6 separate regions of the Mus musculus genome follow, and regions 1, 3, 4, 5 and 6 are each linked to region 2. Evidence: chromatin contacts called from public Micro-C, capture Hi-C and promoter capture Hi-C data. All regions are on one chromosome and are shown on one strand. Each heading gives the region's core, a stretch centred on a gene start, on an enhancer-like site or on the middle of the called end of the contact. The rest is flanking DNA. Distances are from core to core; before and after follow the strand shown. Region 1 holds the start of Nsg1 (neuron specific gene family member 1). Region 2 holds the start of Evc (EvC ciliary complex subunit 1). Region 3 holds the start of Stx18 (syntaxin 18). Region 4 overlaps Stx18 (syntaxin 18). Region 5 holds the start of Lyar (Ly1 antibody reactive clone). Region 6 holds the start of Otop1 (otopetrin 1).

The links. Promoter capture Hi-C pulls out the DNA fragments that hold promoters and counts their contacts. A called contact is a pair of places that touch in the nucleus more often than the background predicts. Capture Hi-C pulls out chosen DNA fragments and counts their contacts.
Region 1: a capture Hi-C map of embryonic stem cells shows a contact between it and region 2, with 4 times the contacts expected there. The contact joins the promoter of Nsg1 here to the promoter of Evc in region 2. A contact is called at or near these places in 11 of 39 promoter capture datasets (the 3T3-L1 cell line, 3T3-L1-derived adipocytes, the C10 cell line and 8 more), 5 of 115 datasets of contacts at active chromatin or transcription factors (astrocytes, embryonic stem cells and stem cell-derived neural progenitor cells) and 1 of 9 other capture datasets (embryonic stem cells).
Region 3: a contact with region 2 is called in a promoter capture Hi-C map of stem cell-derived epiblast-like cells, with 3 times the contacts expected there. The contact joins the promoter of Stx18 here to the promoter of Evc in region 2. A contact is called at or near these places in 8 of 39 promoter capture datasets (the 3T3-L1 cell line, cranial neural crest, frontonasal cranial neural crest and 3 more), 3 of 115 datasets of contacts at active chromatin or transcription factors (embryonic forebrain, embryonic limb bud and embryonic stem cells) and 1 of 9 other capture datasets (adipose tissue).
Region 4: a promoter capture Hi-C map of hippocampal neurons shows a contact between it and region 2, with 5 times the contacts expected there. The contact joins the enhancer-like site here to the promoter of Evc in region 2. A contact is called at or near these places in 11 of 39 promoter capture datasets (the 3T3-L1 cell line, 3T3-L1-derived adipocytes, cranial neural crest and 6 more), 4 of 115 datasets of contacts at active chromatin or transcription factors (embryonic forebrain, embryonic stem cells and stem cell-derived neural progenitor cells) and 1 of 9 other capture datasets (embryonic stem cells).
Region 5: a contact with region 2 is called in a promoter capture Hi-C map of embryonic stem cells, with 4 times the contacts expected there. The contact joins the promoter of Lyar here to the promoter of Evc in region 2. A contact is called at or near these places in 13 of 39 promoter capture datasets (the 3T3-L1 cell line, 3T3-L1-derived adipocytes, cranial neural crest and 8 more), 3 of 115 datasets of contacts at active chromatin or transcription factors (astrocytes, embryonic stem cells and stem cell-derived neural progenitor cells) and 1 of 9 other capture datasets (embryonic stem cells).
Region 6: a contact with region 2 is called in a Micro-C map of embryonic stem cells, with 2.2 times the contacts expected there. The contact joins the promoter of Otop1 here to the promoter of Evc in region 2. A contact is called at or near these places in 2 of 39 promoter capture datasets (the 3T3-L1 cell line and cranial neural crest), 2 of 484 Hi-C or Micro-C datasets (both in embryonic stem cells) and 1 of 115 datasets of contacts at active chromatin or transcription factors (embryonic stem cells).

What each region holds. Positions count from the first base shown.
Region 1 is chr5:38,157,799-38,161,250 of GRCm38.p6, forward strand. It overlaps Nsg1 (neuron specific gene family member 1), which reads right to left and starts at 1,945. Exons shown (of 5, transcript NM_010942.4): 1 at 1,593-1,945; 2 at 1,079-1,233. The coding sequence starts at 1,207.
Region 2 is chr5:37,334,940-37,338,143 of GRCm38.p6, forward strand. It overlaps Evc (EvC ciliary complex subunit 1), which reads right to left and starts at 1,942. Exons shown (of 21, transcript NM_021292.2): 1 at 1,696-1,942. The coding sequence starts at 1,854.
Region 3 is chr5:38,037,671-38,041,050 of GRCm38.p6, forward strand. Stx18 (syntaxin 18) reads left to right here and starts at 1,560. Exons shown (of 11, transcript NM_026959.3): 1 at 1,560-1,829. The coding sequence starts at 1,662.
Region 4 is chr5:38,115,508-38,118,825 of GRCm38.p6, forward strand. Stx18 (syntaxin 18) reads left to right here. Exons shown (of 11, transcript NM_026959.3): 6 at 578-690. Among named protein-coding and RNA genes, the nearest start is that of Nsg1, 43 kb to the right of the region's middle. Within about 2 kb of position 1,729, at least 40 of the 459 cell types and tissues checked have an H3K27ac peak or open chromatin away from gene starts, as enhancers often do. A contact at or near this core is called in hippocampal neurons, where this site is marked.
Region 5 is chr5:38,218,159-38,221,798 of GRCm38.p6, forward strand. Lyar (Ly1 antibody reactive clone) reads left to right here and starts at 2,324. Exons shown (of 9, transcript NM_025281.3): 1 at 2,324-2,477. Zbtb49 (zinc finger and BTB domain containing 49) reads right to left here and starts at 2,296. Exons shown (of 8, transcript NM_029162.3): 1 at 2,165-2,296.
Region 6 is chr5:38,276,056-38,279,297 of GRCm38.p6, forward strand. It overlaps Otop1 (otopetrin 1), which reads left to right and starts at 1,349. Exons shown (of 7, transcript NM_172709.3): 1 at 1,349-1,769. The coding sequence starts at 1,373.

The sequences.
Region 1 (3,452 bases), core at 695-3,194, 820 kb after region 2:
GGGAGATAGGGACCATAGGGTGGAGGTCAAAGACTCAACAGCCCCGTTCCTCCTATGACGGCCAGTCTGGACCAACAGCTGTGGCACAGGGTACACAAGTTCATGTCACTCCGTGTATGAACAGCTGATTTTCCTTTCCCAAAGGGAAACACCTGCTGGCAGCCCCTTCTCTGCTCCCATGTTGCCATCTCCCCACCCCACCCTCGGGGGGGAAAAAAAACCAGACAATAAAATTAGGGGGATGAAATCACCTTGGGAAGAACCCAAATTTGGGGTTTTGTGAAAGAAGCCCCTGAGAGCCACCACTGAAGACCCACAGCAGGTCCCTTCTATACCCCATTCTACTGCTGCCCAGTGAACACAGAGCCTGGAGCCAGAGCCTCGTTATCGGGAAAGAAATGAAGACAATAAATGTAAAGCATTCAGGAATAGTGTCCAAGCTCCTTTGTGTGTTGGGACTGTCGATAAAGGGCGTGTAGCTTTACATGAGCGTGCGGTAATGCTGTCATCTACTTTAAGGGTAGAATTTGCTTTTAAACGTTATGGCTTGAAAACGATGCCCCGCTGGATGTAGTGTTTAAGAGAGGAGTCTTTAAGTCAGGGGAAAAAAATACCATCAGGATAAAGATGGTCCTGGTTACACTAGCATTGCCAAGCTCGAGCTCAGATCTGGAGATGTCACAAAAGGAACAAAGAGGAATCAGCACACACCCAGTGAGGCAAGTGGAGCTGAAACCCCCGCACAAGGAAAGCATAAGGACCAGCTAGCTCCCTAAGATCACTCCTGACCCCCCATACCAACAAGCAACGCTCTCACAAGACTCCCCCAAATCAAGAGGGGGACTTCCACTGAGGAGTCTTGCCGAGACAAAGGTGTCATCTAAGGCGGGGGAGGGGGGTCTCCAGCATCACCAAACCCATAATCACGAGGGTACATTGTGCTCTCCCTGCCTTCCTCCTCCTGGCTGAGCCCGCCTCCACCTCTCCACGCGCACAAGGCGTTTCTTTTGTTTCAGTTGCAGCCGAAGATTTAGGGGTGCACACTCAGCAGCGCGGGAATGTCGCGGGGGGCTCATACCTTATCTGGGGGTGGGAACTGCAGCTGGTTGACATCGAGGGGCGTCATCAAAGGAATGGTGTCGAAGCCATCCTCCAGCAGTGGCTGCTTGGTGCCCTTCTCTGCGAAATTATTCCCCAACTTCACCATGGTTGCGAAAGACACGAGGCTGCGGCCTGCGGAGGGAGGGCCGCGCGGGGGTCAGGGCGAGCCGTGGCCCGACCGGGCGGGGCACAGCCAGAAGGACTCCGCACACCCACCCGCTGTCTCCGCGGTCGCTGTCCCCGCCTTATCTCCCCAGAGAGGTAGCAGGGACGCGGCGATCTAGCCAGATCAGAGTCTCAGGCTGTGTATTGACTAACATTTCTAGACTCCCATCCCGCAGGGCGCATCACGGCCGGGTAAGGGGACGCTACCCGTGCCCAGCCTTTCTGGACGCGTACCCTGTCGGGTGGCACTGGCCTCCTGCAGGTCTCCCGCGGCCCTCTGCTTGAGAGATGCTCCTCTGCCCTCCCCGTTCGCCACCCGCACTCACCCCACGCCTGGCTCCGGAAGATCTGGGCTCCAAGCGCGCTCCGAGGCTCAGTGTCGCCCGCTCCCGCGCACAGCAATGGCGGAGGCGGCGCCGCGGCCGGGGGATCGGCGATTGGGTTCTGTGCCTCCCGCCTCCGCGCGCCGCCTCCTTCCTGCCGTTCCCGGGGGCCGCGCGCGGGAGTGCGCGTGGGGCCGCGCGGATGCGCCTCCGCCTTGACGCAGCGCCGCCCGCGCGCGGATCGGTCGCACAAAGGAGCACGCGACTGCAGTGGGGGTCCCCCGGGGACCCCGCGCGCTCCCCGACCGGAGGAAGGAGAACCTGAGACTCCCAATGCCCGACTAAGGGAATACCCGAGCGGGCTGCGCAACCCTGGGGCGGCGGCCGAGCGCGGGGAGATTGGGGGGAAGGAAGGGAAGGAGGGAGGAGGAGATAATGGGAAGCCAGGGAGCCCCAAAGGTGGATGAAGGCAAGGTGCCGGCCCACTGTCAATCAGATCTGAAGGATGACAAAGATTTTCGGAGGACAGTGTAGGTGATACACCTCGGTGGCTCTTAGTGTGAGGCTAAGTGGGAGAGGGAAGGAAAATGAGGGCGGGTCCCTATAAAAAGAGGGAGATTGCAGGATGTGAGGTAGTGCTGTCCCACTAGGGATGCATGCCTAGAGTGTGGGAACAAGAGGCCAGGTGTTCAGAGCTCAAAGTTCTGCTCAAGAGGCAGACTAGCCAAAGCTGTCAGTGGTCAAGGCGGAAGGGGAGGTGGGAATCTCCCGACCGCAGCTGCAGTCCGCATGGATAGCATAGAGACCCAAAAGGAAGAATGAGGTTCTAGGCTGACCGGTGCCCCAGGCGGCCACCCTAATGAAGGCCACTGCACTTTACAGACCTCTAGTCGGCCTTGTTTGCAGGATGCAGGATAGGGAAGACTACTTGGATGTGAAAGCGAAGCTACAAAAGGAGTAGGGCTGAGGGCCGGCGCGGGAGGAGCAGCGCCTCATCATCTGCGGCCATCATTCTGTTCCCCAGAGAAACCTGGAGAATAACAGAAACCTTCAACAGCAGCCTATATAGGTCCAAATTCCAGACTCTCCAGGAGGGCCCCTTCTTTAAAGGGGTGGGGGGAGGTTTGCCCGGGTTTCTCTGCCCAGGCCTTGACAAGGTCCCGGATGCCATTGAGTCAAGTCAGGTCAGCCTGACTAGGGCCCAGAGTCTCATCTCGGGTGCCTTTCTGGGCTTCTCCAGGCTGAGGGAAGGGCTTGAAGACACCTGTCTGACATCAGGTTGTCCTCTTGGCAGCTGAGAAAGGAGTTTGAAACCACCCAGGCACTAGCCTGCAGGCATCACGGGGCCTACCAGTCAGACTGTCTAGTTTGTGTAAGAGAAAGGCTTTATCTCTATCTCAGTCTCCAGCCTTTTCACGGCACTAGCCTACTCTGCAGTCAGAATCCTCACAAGAGCAATAGGATCACACCCTCTCCCTCCAAGACAGCCCAGGATCAGGCTATCCCCTAGACAGCCAGGGTTATGCCGCGACTTGCTGGCCTGGGGATTGCACATTACTTCTGTGTGGTTTTCTTTGCTTGTATCTGAACCCCATGAAGGGCATCAGAAACACAAAGTGCGCAAGACACACTGCCACCTTTCAAGGACAAAGCCTCAGCTCCTACCCGGAGATGTGACAGAGAGTCAGAGAAGGGAGCATGCTCAAGGAGAGGATGTATGTCCAAGTAGGAAGAATGCAGAGACAGCATATTCACTCTGTCACTCCTGGAACACATGACCCACAAACTAGCAACTCTAAAAGAATGGAAATGTATCCTAAGCACTGGAGGCCAGAGGTCCACAGTCAAGATGTGGACAGGGCC
Region 2 (3,204 bases), core at 692-3,191:
GACACTGACGAGAAGCTTCTTAGACAAAGTTTGTTTGAGAACAAACTTAAAGGAGGGAGCAAGCCTCTGAGGTCCCAGGAGACGGATGTGAGAGCAATTGGAAAGAGCTTGATGCAGACACAGACAGGCCTGGCCATGTCAGATGTTCAGGAAGCCCATGTGCCTGGACCAGGGTGGGTCTCTGGGCAGAAAGGACAGATGCTATAGCCCAAAATTCCGGGATGCTTCGTTTAGCAATTGCTGGCTGTGTTAGGGAATAATAATACACCCAGGGTCAGAAGCAATTTCTACTTCCACACTTAGAAGTGGCCAGGAGGTCAAGGGTCACAAGTGATTTAAGGACAAACTCTAACAAGAAGGGAAAAACCCCCAAACAAGCTGCAGAGGGCTGAGGAGACACAAGACAACAGCCAATTACAGTGTCCTCAGAGAGGAGAGAGAGAGTCTACTCACAAACTGGCAGTTTAGGATCAAAACGGAGGACTTGGGGGAAAAGAACTCTTGAACATGAAAACATAGAATGTGTATTCTCATAAGAATAAAACTGAAGAAAGTCTTCCAGAACACACACACACACACACTCTCTCTCTCTCTCTCTCTCTCTCTCTCTCTCTCTCTCTCTTTCTATCCAAGAGTTCAGGACTGCTCTCGTATCTGACTAGCACAAAGGGTTGTCCATGAAGAGGCTTGATAACGGAGAGAAAGAAGGATTGGCCAAGTCAATCCAGACATGTGTGAGTTCTTGAACGAAGTGAGAGACCAAGAAAAGTAATCCTCAACCAGACAGGTTTCTAGCTGGAGAAAGCCAATTCCCCTGCACAACAGAGGAAACCTGGAAGAAGTCAGAACTGCCTGAAGCCAGAGTTCCCAATGGGTCTTTCTACAATTGATCAGATGTCTGCTCCTCTGTGCCAGGAGTGTCCCTGAACATCCCAAGTCATTTACATAGTTGCCAGTTAGCGCATTACTTACACCCCCCAACGCCCCGCCCCGCATATGCTTGTTGTGTTGCTAGGCTGCTTAACCCTTTGCCTCACTTTCAGCATCTGTAAAATGGGCCACACATGGAGTTGATTCAAAAGCTGTTTGGAGAGTTCAGAGCCTAGGGCAGACAGAGCCTAGGGCGGAGAGCCAGGCTCAGTGCCTGGAACAGACATCTCTCAAGAAACTCTAGTCTCTTTCTACTCCATCACAGCACCCACCTTGTTGGGTTCTATCCAAATGCTAACTGGAAATATCTATCCTGCTCACCGTTGTGCATTCAAGGCCCCGGGCCAGTTTCATCTGACAGAAAGTCCTTAGCCCACTCCCAGAGGATGTTGTCTGGCAGCTCCAAAGCAAGAAAGAGGGAGTGGGCATTTGGGTGCACACACTAATCTTTCTCTGTCCCCATACTGATCTGGGGCGTAATTGCTGAGATCATGTCCAATCTTCTAACTAAACCAGTGGGCACTGTGGCATAGAAGGGCTTTTGGGCGACTATCTTTCTGTGGTCCCCGGGCCAATGCTCTCTGGCTACTCACTCTATCCCTCCTCCTCCTTCCTCAGAAAGCCCTGATGCTCCTGGAGCAAGAGGTTGCACGCAATCGCAATCGCAGTCAGGAGACGCAAAGCTGGGGGTTCAGGGAATGCAGCCCAGGACTCCGCGGGAAGAAGAGGAGGGCGCTCGATCCTCCCGGCTGCGCTGGAACCCACCTGGAGCCGTGCGCGCAAGTGGCTCGCGCGACAGCCAAGCCACAAGCCAAGGCCTAGGCCGAGAACGCCACCCAGTAGCACCGCGGGGACCAGCAGCGTCGGCGCCGCCTGCAGGGCTTCCCGGCCCAGCTGCAGCCGCGCATCTTTAGTGCAGGTCATGGAGGGCTCAGGCGGGTGACCCGCTGCATCCCGCCGCCGGCCAGGTCCGCGCCTCTGTACCCTTTCCCGCTGCACCCGAGCCGAGGGAGGAGCTTGGACCCGCCGCCCCAAACTTTCAGCCTTTCCGGGCCATCCCTACAGTGCACTGAGCATGCGCAGCCGGGGCGCGCCTTTCAGCCCGAGGACCCCACATGCAAGAGCAAAGGAGCACCCCTCCTCCCAGTCTCCGGAGCAAGCTACTCTTTTGTGATCACTGAGCGTTCAGGTTGCCCTGAGTCCTGAGCTGGCGGCCAGATTAACTCCAGCAGCACCTCAAGGTTGCTGTAGCCTGTCCAATCCGATTCCCGCGCCGCTCCTGGGGCAAGTCGTTCTTCCCTCCGGGATGCTCCGCACCCAACTGATTGAACACTTCTTTTAACCCTGCTTTCTCCCCGAGAAAAATTCTTCTTTATGAGCGAATGTTACATTCGGGCCCCTCTAGAATCCTGACGTCTCTTCATTTTATCCTTCATGGTTCCACGTGGGCAGATTGGGAGCCAGTACTTCAGCCTCTTCAAAGAAACTGTCAGGGGAAGTGTCTCATTCAAGATCTGACAGCTCAGAAGAAGATGGCAATGTCTGTCTGCTCACACCTGTGGCTTCAGGTCACACACCTGTTAAGAGGACCTTCCTGTCCTCGGGGTATCCCTGGGAACTGGAACATCTTCCTGGCAATAGCTTCATGCTGCAACGTAGTGTTGGTTGGATGCTCAGGCCTGACTTTAAAAAACGCACAAGGTCAGGTAGTGGCGTACAGCTGTTATCTCCCGGTCACTCAGGCTATTCAGGAGGCAAAGGCAGATCACCTGACTCATCTCAAAAGGGTGGAGGGTGGGGTGAGGGAAAGGATCCATTAAAAATCAACGCTGCTTATGTTTTGCCTCTAAAGTCACTTGTTAATACTGCCTTAACACTGCTCCAGGATGCCTGGCACTTCTCAAGGGTGCAGTACCTGATGTGAGAGGTTTAGTTAAGGACACTAAGGGCTGCAAACTCCTGGTCTTATCCAGGTCAGGTCAAGAAAGGGATGTGTCATTGAAGGTGTGGAGAGGCTGATACAAGGCTCTCCGGCAGCTGCCCAGCAGGACCGTTCACAGAAGACCCTGTCCCTGGATAAGGGACATCTCTAGAGCCCAGAAGGCAGACTACCCCTTCCCCAGCTCCTCCCTCTGGGCACTCAGGGGAGCCCTAACACCCCTTGGGGGAGCTTTCTGCCCCAGCTTACTCATTGGCCAAGTGATGGCTTCATTGTTGCTGGAGAGGCTGGGCAGGTCCAGCAAGATCCCCAGCCCGGATTCAGACAGTGGGTAC
Region 3 (3,380 bases), core at 310-2,809, 700 kb after region 2:
AGTGTCTCTTGGAAAACTCAACCATACAGCTGATTAGAACATGCAAGTGTAAAGGCAAATGTGATCCTAGGATTATTATGAAACTAGCTTTTCATCTTGATGACTGTTAAAAGCCTAATTTTAGCACACATCTTAGTGTGCTTCCTTTTATAAGGAAAACAAAACCCAGAGAAATTGATATTGAACTAAAACTAAACCATGGGGGTCACACTCCTGGACAAGAAACTACAGGCAACTATGGCTGCTGAGAGAGGGAAGTTAGCCTATCCCATGGAAGAACCCTCTAATTGGTTGTCCAATACAACGTGATTATCCCTGAAGCCATAGACACATACACAATAACAACAGTTTCAGCAGATTGTGCTGGCATATCCATGGATACTTACACATATATGCAACAATAATAATTAAAGAAGAAGAAGCTATCAACTTGAGATTGAGTTGGGAGACATGGAAGAAATTGGAGGGAGAGGACTTGAGGAGGCTGGAGGGAGAAAAGGGAAGGAGAGAAAGTGGCATAATTGTATTTTTAATGAAAGGTGCACACAAAAATAAAATGAACCATGAACCAAGTGCTCAGAAAAATTTTACTAGCTGACTTTAGTCAAATTACGTAACTCTGTTCTCCATTTCATTCTTTCTCTTTGATAACTATGATTCAAGAGAGCGCTTTTCAAAAGTGCTTATTGAGGAGGAACCTAACATGATATCATGAAGTTCAGAATGCTTCACTTTCGTCTGGCTCTGATAAGTTCCTGCTCTCCACATCCCCGCTCAGGGATCTCTGCTCTAAGCCTCTTCTACATTATAAGTAAGAAGACTGAGGGCATGGTGGCGCGTGCCTTTAATCCCAGCACTTGGGAGGCAGGGGAAGGCGGATTTCTGAGTTTGAGGCCAGCCTGGTATACTGAGTGAGCTCCAGGACAGTCAAGGCTACACAGAGAAACCCTGTCTCGAAAAACAAAACAAAACAAAACAAAACAAAACAAAACGACTGAGGACAACCATATTATCAACAACGGCAACATCTACTAGCTGTATACTAAGAGTTAAACAGCACGAGGACGTTTTATACACACATTCTGTTTAATTCTCTGTGCATTCCAAGAAAGGCGCTGGCTTCACTTTACCGAACTGGCTGAAGGTTGAAGAAAAAAGGTCTCTGGCCCCTACCTCTGTACACGTACCCTTTCCTAGCTCCTGCAACTCAGATGGTCATAGTTCATTGTTACTCAAGGCGATCCCTTGATGACAAAAGTCAAAAGTGTGATACTCCCCACCTGTCAACCAAACCGCCCGCCCGTCTCCTAAAGAATCATAAGGGGAGCGATCTTTCTAGCTTCCCGATGCTTTCGTTCCTGAAGTCCAGACTGGGAAATCTCCGAGCGTCTGATCCCGCTGAGTTTTGCAGAGAGGAGAAAGGGGTGCCGATGCACTGCGGGTAGCTGTCTGGAACGGAGAATTCCGGCTCTGGGTTAAAGCCGGAACCTTTCTCCACTCTCCGCGTTACACGGGCGGAGTGCGGAACCTTTCTTCTATGCTCACAGTTCCCAGGCGGAGGAGTGCGAAATCGGAACGTCCCTCAGCAACCGAGTTCTTGCCGGGGTCGCTAGCTGCTGACGTGTGCCTGGCCGGCTTCAGGCCCTGGGTTGCGGGTCGCTATGGCGGTGGACATCACACTGCTCTTCCGGGCTAGCGTCAAGACAGTGAAGACGCGGAATAAGGCTCTGGGAGTGGCCGTGGGTGGCGGGGCCGATGGCAGCCGGGACGAGCTGTTCCGCAGAAGCCCTCGGCCCAAGGGAGACTTCTCCAGCCGGGCCCGTGAAGTGGTAAGCTGGTTGCTATGGGAACGGCGGGCGGGAGCTAGGGGCGCATACGCTCCGCGGCCCCTGGACCCCAAACTGGGCCTATCTCTTTAGCTCTCGGTGAAGACAGGGAGTCTCTAGCAAGACAGAGAGTCTGTCTCACCGACCTAACAGCTGGCTCAGGGTGGCGACAGGTTTATTCTCACGAAGGGACGCATATCTGGGCACTGAAGGAAGTAAGTTAGAGGTGCTTGGATATCCTTGAAATCAGGTTATAACCTTCTGAGGCAGTGAGTTCGCCAAGAGTTCCCACAGTCTGACACTTCCTGTCGCAAAGCTCACCACTATCTCCCCTCGCCCTTCCACGAATCTGTTTGGACCTCCTCTTGCTCGTAGGGTTTAATAAAATCCACGCTCAGCTGAACGCTCCTTGATCCTTGCCTCCAGGCATAGGTAGGACTCAGTACCTCCTGAGATTGGTTTAGGACATCACCAGTGTAGGGTAAAAGCTTTTCCCTTCAGAGCGGCAACACTTAAGCAACACTAGTGTTGTAACTGTCCTCTAAACTGCTTCCTGTTCTCTGGACACAACCGGCTTCTGTGTCCCCAACATAGAAATCTTTTCCATAAGGGTAGGAACATGTTGACAGTATTTCTGTATGTGCTACTGACAATATTGCTTAGTAAGTATTCTTTGAATGAATGAATGGTTGAACGAATGAACAATTATTGATTCCACTAAACAGGAAAAAAAAAGATTGTTTGCATTATATCCCTTTGTGTCTATGACACTAGGGTAAATGTTATTTTTGGAGTACCAGGGGGTCATATACAGTCTGCCTGTCTTTTTAAAGACACACACACACACACACACACAATGGCCCAAAGCATTGAAAGGTACAAATCTGGGGGATCTAAACTTTAAGTTTCATTGGTTTTCCAGTAAACTCACCTCTGCTTGGCACATAATCCATTGCTTGATATTTCTCTTTTTGAGGCAGGGTCTTTCCATGTAGACAAGGCTGGCCTTGATCTTACAGAAAGGTGACTGCTTCTGTCTCCCAAGTGCTGAGATTGAAGGCATGGGCCCTCAGACTAGATAATACTCAAATATTACACACACACACACACACACATATATATATGCACAAGTCAATGAATGGCTGTTTACAGATAATGTTGAAGCACAGGAGGTTGTATGAACCAGATAAATGCCCCTCCCTCCAACAGTAAACATCTACCTAGTACTTACTTTCTGACCAGCACTGTTTTAGAGTAATAGGGTTCCACTGTTGAGTTATAGTTACAGTGGTGGAGGAGATGCAAATATAAACAAACGCCCTGCCGTGAGCCGTGCTGGTGTTCTGTAGGGCACAAGGGAAACAGTGGTTAATCCCACCTGGGAGAAAGGCTTCATGGGACAATGATGTCAGAAACCCATTCTAAAAGAACAGTAGTTGGTTTCATTGCCAAGAAGGCTAGGAAGGGCATCACGTGCTGGCCGTGCTCCTGGGTGGCCACACAGTCAGGAGGACATGGACAGTGCAGTTAGACTTGATGGACTTTTAAAAAATG
Region 4 (3,318 bases), core at 479-2,978, 780 kb after region 2:
TAGTGATAAAAAAGAAGTAATACTTAAGTTCACATTTTTAAAACTTGAAGAAAGCTTGTGAAGATCTCTTAAGTAGCAGACATGACTGTGTACCCTATGGTGGGAAAGGAGACCACATTGTGGGCAGAGGTGTATAGGAAGAGGTGAGAAGGAAGCTTAACACAGAGCTTCCTGGCTCAACTGGCTGTTAAAGACTTGTACTTTCATAGTTAAACTATTTCAAGATACTGCACGTGTTCACGTACGTGCAGCACGTGTGTATGTGAGTGTCTTTGGCAGTATTTTTGAATTAGTATAGAAGTACTGCTTACTGTACACCCACTTCCTGGTATGTTGTCCTTTTCCAGGGCAACCTCGGTGTATGCAGATACTAAGCACTGGGCTGTGGCTCGAATGCAGAAGGCCATGTACTGTCAACATGGTACCTTCCCACGAAGCTGGGATGTGTCCGTGTGACTCTTAGAACCCAGTAGAGGGGCCAGAGCAAAAGTGCACAAGTCACACGTGACCCTCTCTGTTGTCAGAAAGGGATCCTGTTTGGGAAGTAAAATAAATAACTTCCAAGTCTTGTCTTTAGATCTAAGCTGGAACCTGAGCCACATACCAAGAGGAAAGACTCCACATCTGAGAAAGCCCCTCAGAACGCTTCCCAGGACTCTGAAGGAAAGCCTGCTGCTGAGGAGCTGCCAGGTATGACTCAGGATAAAAGTCTTGCGTTGCGCGTCTTCCTTCTGACCTGTCCGCAGGAATACGAAGCAGAGAGGCAGCAGCGGTTCCTGACCCGGGGTGGTGAGCATAGACGCCTAAAGCAGAAGCAGCTGAGAGGCAGCAGTGCTCAGTCTGAGGGCCACACATTCACGTGGACTCTGAAGAAGGGCTGCTGTCCTGTGTTCCTGCTGGGTGGAGACCGAGGAGGCGCCATTGAGCCTTCCTGCTAAAGACAGGTGTAAGCCTCCACAATGGAAGTCTGCACTGGTGGCAGGCAGCTACACTACCCCAGCATGGAGCGTGCTTTCTCAGGGGTCTCCACAGCCAGGCAGCTCCTGGGATAAGATGCAAGGATGGATTTGTATTGCTTGTCATCACAGACAGTGATGTTCCTGACAATCCATGCCAAAGAAATGCCTAGTCTGCATCAAATCAGAATGTCACGGACTGCTTCATTATGTGTACAGTCCATGCACCTCTGGCTAGGGATGCACTGCATCCCTGCATACGGTGTAGCAAGCAAGCAGGTTTCGTGTGGCACCGCTCACTGCCTAGCAGCTCACTGAAGCTGTGAGGCCTGCCTGAATGTTTTCTCTGCTGTGTCTGACCACTGGAGGGTCATAGCCTCTTTTCTTTAGAAGACCCAGAAAGGCTCAGAGCCCAGGCTACTTTTCCAGGGTGAAAGCTCTTAAATACTCTCTGGTCCAAGACTCACTGGTGTGTGGCCTGGCTCTCAAGCCCACCTCTCTCTCATGATTCCCTGCATTTCATACGTGTTCCACATGCACGCATCATGGCTCACCACCCTGGAGGATGCCAGAGGCCCCCTGTGCAGTGGGAACAGCACTTTTGGAGCCTTTCATTGTTCCACACATCCTGACTGAGTGACAGGCCTGACTTGCATTGGATCTTTGGGGGTGTGTGCTTTTGTGAGTATTTTAATAGGCGAGGAAGCTAAGAGTCAGAGAAGTTATATAACAGCTCAAAGTCCAGCACTGAAGAAGCACAGCAGCCTTCCATGTGGGTGGTTCTGTTTGCACAGCCTCAGCCTATTCCTGGCTCAGAGCTGCTGAGGTGCAGTATGCAGGGGCTCTGTTTACTTCTGTGCCTGCCCAGGGCTTTCCCACAGTCCCATGGGCACAGCTCCCCAGAGGACAAGATGGGCATCCTAACTCCATTTACTGAAGCTGGATGCAGCAGCCACAGTCAGTCTTTCACCTACTCAGGCTGGTGACAGCAGGAAAAGCCAGTGCTGCCTGAGGGCCTAGAGACAGTGCATCTCATGGAAAGATACCCAATTATACTGCTGACCTCAAACCTACACTGCATGTGGTGCCAGGCCTTGGAACTTCATAGTTAGTGGAAATGGCTCTTCTTTGGGCTCATAGGGAAACAAGTGAGGGAGGTCCATATGCCAGCGCCCTTCCACTGTGGTGCCTGTGAAGGTGAGGAGAGTGGTGGTGTTCCTATGCTCAGCCTTGGACTCCACATGATCAGAAAGTTGTCTTCTGACTGGTTGAGCTGTGAGCAGTTGTGAGCAGCGTACAGGAAACAGAGCACATGTGGACAAGAGCCCCTGGGCCCTACGCTCATGGTGCTCACTGAGCATCACTGTGGCTGTTAAACATGGGAGCACGGAGATCAGCACTAGTCATGGGGCTTGCATTCAAAGGAGACCAAGAGAATGCAAAGACAGCCCACAGAATCTGATGATGCACTTCCATCCACATGGGTGGACACACAGGCTTTTCAACTGAAAGCTAAAAACACACCCAGCTGGAAATGGCAAAGGATCTGAATGGTGGTTTCTTTATTAATTGAAAAAAATTCTAATACAGTATATTCTGATCATGTCTCCCCTCCTCTGACTCCTCTAAGCTCCTGCTCACCTACCCAACACCACATCCTTCCTCTCTGTGTGTCTTTAGAAAACAAACAAACAAACAAACAAACAAACCAAAGTTGATTGTTAAAAGTTAAGAAAACACACACAATCAAATGCAAAATCCCTAAAACCAGAGGGGATGGCAGTTTCTTAAGAACATCTGTGTGACAAATAAGCATCCTAAAGGGCCTAGCATCACCAGTGACCAGGGGCCTCAGAGGGGCCAGTGTGGGAAAGGCCACATGCACGGCGCTGGGGAGGCGCTGGGGAGGCATCCTCATGAAGTTTGCAGCTGAATTCAAGTTTGCCTTTGGAGCTCAGCATGGTAGGACTCCACTGGGCATTCCAAAGCTGGAGTGGGCCATGGTATGGATGATATCCAAAAAGCTCTGACACTGCCAAGAGGTGGCATGGAAGCTGACAGGCTGGACAGTAATCTCTTGCCACAACCCAGACACAAGACCCCTGCCACTGGGGACCGCCTCCAACCCCCATGGAGTGACGAGTGTTCCCGTCACATTTTGGACTCTGCAGCCATTTGGGTGTGTGGGATGGGAGCTTGGTAAAACTTACAGCCTTGAGGCTGAAGAGCTGGTGGAAGGCATTGCTGCCTGAGGTGAGTGCAGCTCCATGTACACTCTGACAGCAAGGTGGGGGAAGCGAGTCCACATACCTAAATGTGTTGGGCCTTTGGGGCCTGCCTGCTGGGTGTTCAGGTGGAAACA
Region 5 (3,640 bases), core at 1,074-3,573, 880 kb after region 2:
GAGCATTACTTGTAGGCCATAGAGCTCATCTTTGTGAGAGATGTCATTTGTACAAAAACAACAGCCTAGTGACTTCTAGGTCATCTTAGGGCCAGGCCAATCCTGACTCCTACAGACATTATGTTTACCTCATTATGTTTCAATCTCCCTAGATCCTAGACACTGGGCACTATTTCTAAATTAACAGTACCCATTCTTGTGAAAGAAGCCAGATATACTTTGTAAAGAATCTCAATGTAAACATGTCTTAAAATTGTTGTGCACTTGGGATTGATGTAACTGTTATCAGAACCCCCCCACCCCCAAATTGTGCTGTGCATAAATATGAGTAAAGTAAAATGATCTGGGTCAGACGCTGGAAGTCCTGGCCTGGCCCAGCTCTGGTTACAAAACTGAGCTGATCGGATTTTATTCTTACCGCACTGTGACTGTTTCCCCCTACTTGCTGTAACTCCTGTGGGGACCCTCCCACACTAAATTATAGTTTGGATATGAAGTATTTCCAAAAAGATGATAAGAGTTCAAGACTTAGTCCTCAGTGCAGGAGGAGAGTTCAAATGCGAGGCTCACAAGGGCGTGATTTTCCTCACTAGGATGAACCACTGACAAGTTCACAGCTGACTGAACTATTAGGGGGCTCAGCCTAGCCGGCAAACGCAACCGTCTTTACATGGTAAAGACATGGCTCACATCTCCTTCGCTGATTGCTATAGCTCTGACACCTGCAAGTGTCTGGCGCCTCACAGGTGCTCAGCATGTAGTTTGAGAATAGAGCGACCCTGTGGAACTAGAGAACTGTACGGTTCCTTCTAGTTCTGTAAGCTAAAATTGAAACCAAGAATATGATAGCAGAAAGATCACTGTGAAAGACATCAAACAATGCAAATACCATGGTGAGAAAGGCAAGGAGAAGTGGGGGGTGGGGAAAAGCTTGGATGAGGTAAATGAAGGGAAGAGGAGCCCACACCAGAATTTTAACCAAAAGGCTCCCACGGCAGAGTTTGGTGGGGTAATTCTGTCAGGCAGTTAACACTGGTGGATGATTTGTGGGAGGTTTGCCCTGAAGCTGTTTATATCAAGCTTTACAGGGGTCCTTAGGCGTTGTTAACTACTGTGCCTATCTTTATGCCTTTTTCTGAATGTATGTGCAGATATATGTGCATGTTTTGTGTAGACAAGGGTGCATATGTGTGGAGGCCAGAAGCCAGCCTCAGGCATTGTTCCTCAGGAGTCGTCCACCTTGTTTTTTTTTGAGAAAGGGTCTCTTACTGAGGTGTGAGGCTCACTGATTTCAGGAATCCACCTATCGCCACCTCCCCAGTGCTGGTGTTACAAGGGCATACCACCTAATGGGCTCTTTATGCATTCCGTTGCGTTCTCCAGAACCTCAGAATTTGAATACCTGTAGCAATTACACCCTTAAGAAGGCAACTGTATTTTAAAAATTAAAAAGAGCCTCTTCGGATGGGTTCTGTGGCAGAAATGCCTGAGCTGCGATGGCACAGAGGGAAGACTGTGTGGGGATACAGCAAGAGTGACCACCAGTAAGCCAGGACAGTCCTCTAAAGCAAGCAAACCCGATGACACCACATTCATGGCCCGCCGTCCTCTAGAAGTGTGAGAAACTAAAGCTCTCTCATCTGAACCACCTCATCTGTTGTCCCTTGCTTTAGGAGCCACAGCAAACAGGAGACGTCTCTGTCACCAACAAACGCCCACGCCTGGGTTGAGGTTTCTCACAATACTGTTCATAGCCTGCTGGACGTTCATTCAGTCATTTAAGCAACAGTGCCCACTAACGTATACCAGATGCTGTCTTTCCCACAGAGGCGCGCCCAGCACCTGCCGTGGTCCCGAGGAGTAGGCGCTGCAGTAATAGCATCCTACAGATGGAACACCATGGCACCTAGGATCACGCGGTGAGTGAGGCAGGGGGCGGCTTAGGGGCCCGGGGAAATAAGCGCCTCTCCTATCTCGGGGCGACGCAGACACCAAGAGCGGCGCAGACCGCAGCAAGGGTGACTGCAGGAAGGAGGAGGCCCGGCTCCGGTGCCCGGAGCTTAGCTTTGTGCTCCGCCGAGCCCCATCACACAGCGCTGCGAGTAAGCCGCGCGCACCCTACCCGCGCCAACCCACGGGAGTCGAGTGTCCCGGGCCGCCTTACCCGCGGAGGCCGCTCTCGCCCGGCCGCCTCCCTGACACCCTTTCTCGTCGCACTCTCGGTGTCAACTGCAGGACTCCAACCGCCTCGGAACCATTCCGACAACGCCCCCTCGGCAGCTCATCGGCAACTTCCGCCGCCGTCACTTCCGTCTGGGAGGGGCGTGGCCTCTGCGCGCACGCGCGTTGGCGCGCGCCGCCGGGATTGAGTTCTGCGCGGGGTGGCTGGGCGAGCCGGTGGCGGTGCTACGCTGGGTGGCTGCCGCTCCACGTGCTCCCGGCGGCCGGTTGAGACCGTTGGCGGGGTCGGCTGACAGGTGAGAACTGCTTGGAGCCCCGGGACATGGAGGAAGGGCGATGGTGGCATGGCTGCCTTCCTTGAGGACTCGCTCGCGGGCAAAACCTAGCCTTTTGAGTTCCTGGAGATATTGCATCCCGGTTTTTAGTCCGGCACTCGGGGCCGGCCAGATGGTACGGTTAGTCCTCAGCGCACAGGGCTTATAGACCTGCTGGCTGATGGGGAGAGGGCTTTTCTCTGAGGCTCGAGAACTAGGTCCGGAGGAAGGACCTTATGGCTCCTGGAGCTCAGAGGACCAAAGACCTAAGTGCCCGCGAACCCCCAAATATCGATCTAGATACAAGCTACTTAACCTAGTGGTGCCCAGCTCCACGTCTGTCCAAAAGGGATACCAGAGAATCTAATTTAGGGTGTGTGTGAAGTTTACAGGGGTAAAAGGCTTGGCGTATAGTGGTTGCTCAGCATGTGTCAGGATTTTTCCTGCAGCAGCTACCTCCTAGGAGATAGAGGTAAGAGAGATGATAGGGGTCTATGTGCCCGAAAGCCTAGCTTCTGCCCAGCGAAGCCCAGGGATATGAAGCCTGCTCAAATTGTGTCAAGAGTTTAGTGTCTACCGTAGTGCCTAACACCTGCAAGTTATTCATATGAAGCTGTGGTGAGGAGACTTGAACTGCCTCTACCGAAGCAGGGGCATGGCTTGGATTCTTTGAGCTTCAGTGGAAACATGTGGCCCACTCATAGTCTTCCCCTGGGGTCCCAAGAGGGTGGAGATATGTGCTGTTTTTTTATCTTTTAGTGTACCTGTGATTTCTAGGAATTCTGGAAGGAGCTTGTGCCTAGTTATAGTGGGCCGACTCCCTATTTCAGAGATGGGGAGAAATTGAAGTTTAAAGGGAGCAGTTGCCTGCCTGGCCTTTAAGATGGCCTGGTTTTAGGGCAAATATTGTCTCTGTGTGTACATGAGTTAAACAAGTGATAGTCCAGTCTGTAAAGTGCTTGACACACAAGCATGAGGACATGAATTTCCATGCCCAGAACCCAGGTTAAAAAGCAAGATGTGGTGACAGAACCCTGTGGCTCTCTATCCAGCTCGCTTAATAAACTCCCAGTGAGAGAGAGAGAGAGAGAGAGAGAGAGAGAGAGAGACAAGGTAGGGGGCTGGAGGCATGGCTCAGGGATTAA
Region 6 (3,242 bases), core at 99-2,598, 940 kb after region 2:
CTTAGGATTGCTGGTAAGTTTTGCCGAGGAAACAGCGGATCTCATCTGACCATTGGCTTCCAGGTCTGCCTGGTCTTACTGAGTCCTCTGGACTAAGTGCAGAAAATATCTGAGTGTGGATTACCTATTTATAAATGGAATGAATGAACAAATGATTTTAATGTTTAAGGCGAGGCAAGTCTCCGGAACTCCTTGGGCCCAAGACGTCTTGCCTCTTTCATCCCATCCCCCTTTAGCAGTCATCATTAGCGGTTGCCGTGCCCGTGTGCAGGGTGTCGTGCAAATAAAACCCGTGGGTTTCCTTGTTAAAATATGAAGAAATTGAAATCGGCTACAGCAGAGCGTTAAAACCTAGGCGGAGCGGGCGTCTCGGCCTGTGCTTTGCCCCGCGTTGCCCTCTCCGAGCACGATGTCCCGATTGCTCCCCATTGCCCTCTCGCACCACACTGATGGGCTCCAGGCTCTCCTCCAGGTCACGGTCAACCATAGGACGCTCTTTCGCAGAAATCCGCTGCGCTTCCTCTTGGCACCGGAGCGGAGCGCCTAGGGGACTGTCTCAGTGCAAAGCGTTGGAAAGGAAGCATTTGGACTCTCGAGACTACAACGGGACCACTGGGGACCTTTTCCCCTGCTCAGCTCTCTCTGGAATCATCTCCAGAAGAGGATACGGAGGGATGACATGTCCTTGTGTAGTGGCACCACTTAGCCATCGTCGAGGCTCTCACTCAGGTCCCCACACAGGCACTCACAAGGGACAAACGGAGAGACCCCCCCAAAGATGCCCATCCCCTGCTTCTTACCCTGAGCCACTCACAGGTCGAGGGCAGAGACAAGAAACACCAGTAGATAGCCACAGGGATTAGGGCACACAGATGAGAAGGACCCATGCAAGCTCGACCCCTGAGGGCCCACCCAAAAGTCTAGGGGTCGGGGACACAATCCTGGAGCAGCCACGCCCTCAGCAACCCTCTGAGCTGGCTCCCACGATTCCGTGTGTCCCCTGGTATCCCACCCCTCCCCACCAGTCCGGGAACCGACGGGCGGCACCTGTTGCAGTCCCGCGTTTCCGGGGAGCCGGGGTGGGGTAGGCGGGCTGGGCGCGGGGGTGGGGTGCGGGTGGCACTGGCAAGGCAGAGGTGCAGCAGGGCTCGAGGCGCAGCGGCAGGGGCAACGGGTTGCAGGGACCAGAGTAGACCATCAGGAGCTCTGGGAGGGAGGCCAGCGGCTGGCACCTGACTGAGGGCAGGGTGTACTGGAGGAGAGCAGGATCTGAGGGCACTGGCAAGCCGGGCTGGTGCCCAGAGGGCGTGGGGGAAAGGAGCCAGGAGCAACGTGCGGGGCGGGAGCAGCCGCCCGGGGACCAGACTGGAAGATGCCTGGGGGCCCGGGCGCGCCCTCTTCTCCCGCAGCATCCTCAGGCTCCTCGCGTGCCGCGCCGTCGGGGATCGCGGCATGCCCTCTGTCCCCACCTCCCCTAGCCCGAGGGTCTCCACAAGCTTCCGGTCCCCGGCGCGGCGCCAGCGTCCCGCAGAAGCTGGCGGAGACTCTGAGCAGCCAGTATGGACTGAACGTGTTCGTGGCGGGGCTGCTGTTCCTGCTGGCCTGGGCGGTGCACGCGACGGGTGTGGGCAAGAGCGACCTGCTGTGCGTTCTAACCGCGCTTATGCTGCTGCAGCTGCTCTGGATGCTGTGGTACGTGGGTCGCAGCTACATGCAGCGCCGCCTCATCCGCCCCAAGGACACGCACGCGGGTGCGCGCTGGCTTCGCGGTGAGTGCTACCCTCCACGCCTCTCCTTGAGCTCTTTACCTTACTTTAGCTCTATACCTCATCTCTTTTCCCGCCCTCCTCTCGAGTTTCCCTTGTCTGCCTTAGGCTCTGCTCGAAGGTCTTCCTGCTTAACACTTTGTTATAATGTTTCAGGCTCGGGCTTGCAGGCCACTCTCTCCCTCTTGGCACTCAAGGCTTCTATGATCTGGCCTCAGATAAACTCTTTTCTCAGCCCCCATCCTGGGCTGTAGGCTGTCAAAGACTCAGTTCCGGCCAGTATTAGCATATTCGGTTCCTTCTCTTGGAATGCTATTCCACCCTTCCCTCTGTCCTGCTTTTCATGGGCTAAGGCCTCCCTGAGACTGAAGCGTATCCTGCGGCTCCATTCTGTGTTTCTGTTCACACTCCCACTCTTGCTGTGGCCTGGACTGCCTCTTCACCCCATTGGGGGGAGCCTGTGACGCTTGGTCCGAGAGTCACAGGAGCCTGGCTTGGAGGAGGTGCTGAGAGGATGAGGGGAGTCCTGAGGTCATGGTCTTGAGGGACGACCTCACTGCATGCTAGAGGGGCTGCCCATATTGAAAACAGACCCAAATGGGCCAAAGGGGGCTGGAGACACGAGGGCAAAGGGAGAGGGCTGTGATCCAGGGCAAAGGGAGCAGCCGGGATCCAGGGCAAAGGTGCCTCCTCCCACTTTCTCATCTTAGACTGTAATTTCCCTCAGAGGCCGCCTCCCAATTTTTGCACACTTGACCTCAGACATATTCCCTGCTTTTCTACGACCCCAGCTCCAGTCTGAGCCTCTGCAGAGGGGGATCTCAGGCCGGATTGGACCAGAGAGTGATTCAAGGGTATGACCTCAGTGCCCTTCCATCAGAATTGCCCTTGCCTTGAGTAGAGACATTCAGAGATCAGTTTATCTTGCCTCCAAAAAAAAAAAACAAAAACAAAAAACAAAATACAAAAAAACCAAAACAAACAAACAAAAAAAAAACAAAAACAAAAACAACAACAACAAAATTGTGCATGACCACAAACTATCTGAATTCTTGAAAATGGAAGTTTGAGGGAGCTCGTGGGTTTGTGGATTATGCATGGCAGCTGGGGACGGGGGTGGGGTGGGGGGGTCTATGTCATATAGATAGGACTGGTACTGTTACTCCAGGATGTTGACATTTTAACCCTTTCCCAAAAAGAAGCATCCTTTTCCCCTCACTCGCCTCCTCTCTCCTCCATCTCTTTCCCCTTCAGCCTCTCCCCTCCCTCCTGACTTCTGTCTCTTCTCTCCCCTCACTTCCTGTCTCTCTCCCTTACCATCCTTTTCCTTCTTTCTTGCTTCCTCCTTGTAGCTCTCTTTCCTCTTTTCCTCCTTCCTCTTCCCCCACTTCCTTTAAGCCTCCCTCCATTCTTCCCCCTCTTTGCTTTGACTGAGCCTGCTATTTCCCAAGGTTGGGAAGCCCGAGGGAGAAGCAG